Linked DNA regions of Cyprinus carpio: region 1 is linked to region 2. The links are chromatin contacts, called in public Hi-C maps. All regions are on one chromosome and are shown on one strand. Each heading gives the region's core, a stretch centred on a gene start, on an enhancer-like site or on the middle of the called end of the contact. The rest is flanking DNA. Distances are from core to core; before and after follow the strand shown. Region 1 holds the start of LOC109050145 (serine/threonine-protein kinase pim-1-like). Region 2 has its middle 41 kb from the start of LOC109071295.

Evidence for each region. Hi-C and Micro-C count contacts between places; a contact is called where the count stands out from the background.
Region 1: a Hi-C map of liver shows a contact between it and region 2, with 6 times the contacts expected there. The contact joins the promoter of LOC109050145 here to the enhancer-like site in region 2. A contact is called at or near these places in 3 of 8 Hi-C or Micro-C datasets (liver and skeletal muscle).

Annotation. Positions count from the first base shown.
Region 1 is chrA8:5,631,877-5,635,003 of ASM1834038v1, reverse strand. It overlaps LOC109050145 (serine/threonine-protein kinase pim-1-like), which reads right to left and starts at 1,706. Exons shown (of 6, transcript XM_042761755.1): 1 at 1,324-1,706; 2 at 1,017-1,123; 3 at 837-887; 4 at 363-729. The coding sequence starts at 1,396.
Region 2 is chrA8:5,530,726-5,533,960 of ASM1834038v1, reverse strand. It overlaps the pseudogene LOC109071307. Among protein-coding and RNA genes, the nearest start is that of LOC109071295, 41 kb to the right of the region's middle. Within about 2 kb of position 1,535, at least 2 of the 8 cell types and tissues checked have an H3K27ac peak or open chromatin away from gene starts, as enhancers often do. A contact at or near this core is called in liver, where this site is marked.

The sequences.
Region 1 (3,127 bases), core at 457-2,956, 100 kb before region 2:
TGATTCCCAAACCTTACAACCATCGAATTTCAATGTTTAAATGTATTTAAAAATACATAAAGCAATTTCTAGCCTATAGTTTTGTTTTGTTTATATACTTTTCCACTCACAAAGCCATACTAATATGTAACAGTTACATATTAAAATAATAATAATAATAATATAATAATAATAATAATATAATATATATATATATATATATATATATATATATATATATATATATATATATATATATATATATAGCCACGACACAAGTTTCCATGTGGCCAGATAAGCACGTATTTCTATTTTCTCCGATCACGCCACGTTTTCGGTGACCGTGGGAACCCTGGCTTGAAGGTCATGCAAATGTCTCTTACCGTCGAAATCGGTGTAAACGGTGTCTTTGAGTAATGCCCCCGATCCGAAGTCGATGAGCTTCAGATCACCGGTTCGTAGATCGATAAGAATATTCTCGTCTTTGATGTCACGGTGAACGACGCCGTTGTTGTGGCAGTGACGCACCGCTTCCAGAACCTGACGGAAAAAGTTCCTGGCGAGCTCCTCCGGTAACGCGCCCTTCTCCGTGATGAAATCAAACAAGTCCTTGACGGTCTCCGGTCTTTCCATGACGATAATGAAGCTGTCCGGTCGCTCGTACCAGTCCAGCATCTTGATCACGCCACGGAATCCGGTGCCGACCTTCTTTAACAGGACGATCTCCATTGGGACGCGCGCGCCATTGGGCTGGAAACGGAGGACGTGTTCGTTTTAGTGACGCTGTCATATATTATTCATATGCGATATTTTAGATACAAATAATATGAATATAATCTATTGAATTAGGTACTCACCAGCTCTCCCCATTCAGTCACACGATCTTTTGCAACATGCTTGATGGCAACCTTGAAATTATAAACAAATGCATTATTAAGCAGAGAAGTGATATATTATACACTATTTAAATTTGTTATACACACGTTATGAATATTCGAACATTTATGTAAACAAAAATAATCTATTCTGGAACCTACCGGCGCGCCATCGGCGATCCTTAAACCCGCATACACCGTTCCGAAACCGCCGCTTCCCAGCACGGAGCCGACCTGATACACCTTCTCGAAAGGCTCTTTCTCCTTAACTGTCGATAAAAGATATGATATATTCATAAGAATTGATAAAAGACGTAAAATTGTATCATAATTGGAAAACTGACGCACACGCTATTCCCAACACTCAAGTCTGCTGAAGTGAACTAACGTTAGTCCAAGACCACAACACACACACACACACACACACACACACACACACAGAGACACGCGAGAATAACCGTCCTCTAACCTTGAAGCTGGATTTTTGCCGGCATGTCCACGGTGGAAATGTGAGCAAATGTGTTGAATTTTGTTAGAAGCATTTTATAATCCGAAATGCGAATCCTTCTTGAGATTTATTCCAATGTTGAGGTCGAAATCCGTCGTGTAGAGATGGTTGTAGGGAAGGTCTACTCGAGGGATCCGGTCTAGAAGCCTGTAGAGATCTCTTCTCATCGAGGCTCGATGGGTTTTGATTCCCAAGACGAACTTTGATCGACCGCGCAAGGTCTATTCCAGTTTTGAATATTGAAATAAAATAAATAAATGATTAATATATCTTGAAGATAAATATTATCGTCCGAGGTGCGCGCTGAACACAAATACCCGGCTTTCTAAATCGTGAGGGAGGGGCAAGAGCCGTTATATACCAGTAGTAAAAGAGAGGTGTGGCTGCTAGTACGTCAATACTGGCCCCGCCCACAAACATGATTCAGCCAATGACTAATGCGCCTGCCGCTGCAGAAAAAGGTCAATCAAATATGAAAATAAAGGAAAACGTAGACGTGGCGGGAATCAAAACGCGCCAAATAGTCGAGGCTTTTTTTAAGGGCGCTTAGTCGGCGTGGGGCAGACAGGGATAATGATGCACATGGCTGTGTGTATATAACAAAAGTCGCCGTTGCAGATTCGGAAAAGTATGAAGAGAAGTATGAAGAGTATTACAAAAATAGATGCATGCTTTATGTATACAATCTTGTAAAAGGATTGAAAAGATGCATATTATATATGAACAAATATATACATATATATTATAAAAGCATAGACAGACAGAAATTTACTTTAGTTCAGTAACAGTATAATAGTCAGTGTGCAACTTTAAAGTTTTTCTTGTATATAGCATTCAAGGAACACAACCATTTCACGTGATGAAAGAGGAAGAGACAGCAAAAAAAAAAAAAAAAAAAAAATATCTACAGTGTAATGCAACCCACGTTTTCATTTTCTCTACCCAATGGACAGCTCTTTTGTTTTTGTTTCTGTCACGTAAAGTAGGTTTACAAAATTTATAGGAAGACCTCGCGCACTGCATTACCTCATTAATCTCAAATTAGCGCGTAAAGTTTTTTTTTTCCTCCTCTTATTGGCGTGCAACAGGCTTTGTTTAAATGGAGAACAATGCCGGTCGCTATGGAAATGAGGTGCATACCAGGCATTCTTTCAAATTGGGTGGCCGGTTTTAAACTCGGCGGGAGGATGTGGGAAACTTGAGATAAAAAAGACTTGCAGACCCATCCCCCATGTCTCTCTTGTCCTCTCTTTCCCGCGCAGATTATTGTTTGAATGGCACTTGCTCTCCCTGTCTTCTGTATTTTCCCCGCCCTTTGGACATATGCCTAAACTCAACAAAAAACTGATGTAAACCTATATTAGGGGGCTTTCACGCCTGAACACTTCATCTCTACTCATTGTATAGTCAAGTAGTAAAGACCAAGTGTAAATGCCCTCAAAGACCCATTTGAGACATAGGCTGCATTTACACTGCAGGTCTTGATGCCCAAATCCGATTTTCTGACTATATCCGATTTTTTTGACGACCCGCTTACATCATCTTTTAAAAGTGACCCGTATCTGATTTTTGCATTTACATTATACACTGCTGAAACTACCAAACGTAGACGTTCTGACTCGGAAAAGGAAGTAAAACAGCACGAAATACAATGGATGCAGATGCAAATAAAATTAAACAGTGTTTTGCTTTCCATAATATATTGAAAAGTCAACAAAAAAAAAATCAGCAAAACATTGTCTCGTACGGCGGAGAAAAAAGCGCT
Region 2 (3,235 bases), core at 286-2,785:
AGTATTCCAGAGAGCCACATAATGAAGTGAGATCTCATGAGGTATTAAAAGATAACACAGACCGACTGAGGTGAGATATGAAAGGAACTCTTAAAGGAAACTGACGCTTTACCACTTTTAACATCTGAAAAAGACTTGACCTTCCTCATGAACCCTAACATGGTCAAAGCCAAAGGGCTTCTTAAAGGGCAAGAGGTATTGACACATCAACCACTTCAACACCTTCACAAAGATATTCATAGATGTCTTTAACAAAAACAAAACAAAACAAAAAATGATCATCTTATTAATGAATTGCAAGATGCATTTTGTCATCATTTTGCAGCACAGGAAACAGGCCTTATTAGGTAATGTGGAAATGTTATAAACAATACTAACATGAAACAATGCATGGATTAAATACCTCACTTCCTTCTCACCAGCATCCTTTTCAGCACAGAACAAATAAAACAAAACAAAAATATTTGTAGCTGCACACTGAATAATAAATTCAAAGCGCTTTGAGATGGAGCCAGATTCACATGACCTGTACTGTGTTGGTTTGCCAAGGAGGCACAGAGTTCATTCGCTGTACGGCGCCATCTATCAATCAGCTGAGGAACACAATGGCCTGTTTCTCAGAACTTCCTCAACAGGAATAACATGCTTGGAATTACTGGCAACAAACAGCTTTTTTCCAAATTACAGAGTGTTTTGTTCATGTGATGATCACAGAATGATTATAGTACTTGTCGTTCAAAGAGTTATCCACCGGCTTATGATGACTAACTACAGCGGTCATGTGGGCTAAACATCATACTGCATCACCGATGGCTGCTTGAAGATCCATGGAGATAATGCTATAAAGCAGTGTTGCAGGCAGCAGGGGAAATAATACTAAATTGGAATCCTAAAAAAAAAACATTTAACATTGTAACATTTAACAAAAATTAAGAGATTTCATTTAACATCACTGTTAAATGTCTTAAACTTAGTGTTAGATGATGATGAAAGTTAATGTAAATAAAAAAGCACAATTAAATTTAACTGGTATATACACTACTGTTCAAAATTTCAAAAATGAATACTTTTATTCAGCAAGGATCCATTCAATTGATCAAAAGTGACAGTAAAGATGTGTAAATTGTTACATTAAAATTCTATTTTAAATAAACGCTGTTCCTTTTAACTGTTCCTATAGTTATCATTTTAACTGTTCCTATAGTTATCAAAGTGATTTTAAAGACATGTCTTCAATTTTGTACAATAAACAATTCTATTAATCATTGATTTCAAATGTAAAATCTACATCCTGAAGCAAAACCAGTTGAGAATCACTGCTCTAACATCCTTGAAGTGATTATAAAATGCTTGAATGGTGATGGATACTATTTCCAAATATAACACATTGATGCAGTTACTCTGCCCTCTTAAACGTGTGTGTGTGGGAGTGGAAGGCAGGGTTAGGTAAGGTGATGGTGGTAGTTTTGATGTATTATATGCCAGAATGCTCTGTCTGTTCCAGCACAGCGCAGGGTTTGGGTGGCAGCCAGACTCTTCTGTTACCATGAGAACCATTTACTCCAGTCTGGCATCACAAGAGCATTTCAGCCCTTTGCTACAGGATGAACCAGTCAATACAAAATAAATAAATAATCAAATAAATACAACATGCCTGACAAAAGCGGACAGCAAGGTGTATAAATAGTGAATTCCCCAAATATATTCAATGGTCCATCATCCCAGATGGCCAAAATCCCTATAAATTCCACAAAAGAAAACGCTGTCAAGTAGTTCTCGGAACAAAACACAGTCATACTCTGTTGGACAGGAAGGAGAATTCCCGGGTAATTCCACAGAATCTGTGTGTCAGCAGAGGGATATTACACTCTTTAAAAACAACAGGGGCCACGGGCAATGATGTACAGCAGAGTGAGGGAGGGTGGACATAAACATTACTAGAAAAATATGAAATATTCGGGAAAGGTCACCGACATTGAACGGAAAGTCCATGCACTCATGAGGCTTGAAATTTGATGAGTAATAATTTGACTAAGGAAATTGTTAGAGCCAGGATTGTTGTATAAATATAAGGGCCAAGTTTCTTATTATTAGTATCACAAGATGTGTTTTAGCTGTCATATAGCGCTCCCTGCTGGCAATACCTGCTTCAGTTCAAATGCATCATTCCCACAGGAAAGCTAAAGAGCTTAATCACTGAATTTAACTGAAAATAAATAAATAAATAAATCTTCTTAAGTAGTTTTGTCTTGCAATATCCTAACATCCTTTAAACAAGACACAGTATATTTACATTAGTCTTGATTTCAGATAAATCCAACATAGAGAACACAAGTTTATTTTCTTAATTTTCTTGTTTTAAGCATTAATTTCAATATATTTTAAGTTTTTTTCTAAAAAATGTAATGATTAAATCATGTTACCATCATAAAAAGCATCATTAATTGTTAAATTAATAAATTAATTATGTAATAAAATGCTGATATAATAAATTTGATGGTTTTTTTTGGCAGCTAACATTTTTATTAACAAACAATAAATACTGTAAAAGGGATATTTCACCCATTAAAATAAATAAATAAATAAAAATAGCATAATTTACTCACCCTCTCGTTCTTCCAAATGCATGTGCCATTATGTTCTTTGTTGAAAGAAGATATTTTTGCAGGATCTGCTGAGCATAAAAACACTTTAAATGTAGTATGTCTCATGCACTGTATTTCTTATTTAATTCTGCTTATTTAAGTCTTGGAGCTTTTTGTGAAGAGCAAACTGAAATTTTACTTTTTGCTACTATCTGACATAAGGGTGAGTAAATAATGACAATATTAATTTGGGGCTAAAGTAAACTAAATCATAATAACCAAATATAAACTTCACATATAAAACACATGAATCAAAATAGCATGCCATTTCTCTCTTTATGAGCATAAAATATATGTGTATATTATATTTACAAATCTATGCTAGCAACACCAAGGGCTTGATTCAAAGAACACCTACTGCATGCAGACAAAAAAAATACTGTACATTGAACACCTTTTATGCATTTTGAAATTCTAAAAGTGTCTGCCAAATGAATAAATGGAAACGATTGTGGAATAAACTTTAACAGGAATTAGATTGACTGGAATAAGTTAAGCAATCACAGCCAAACAAAAGAGGACAGAGTGCAGCCCAAATGGTGTTCAGAACTGTTGGCAATAACAAGTGAATTCACTCATCCAGTGTCATT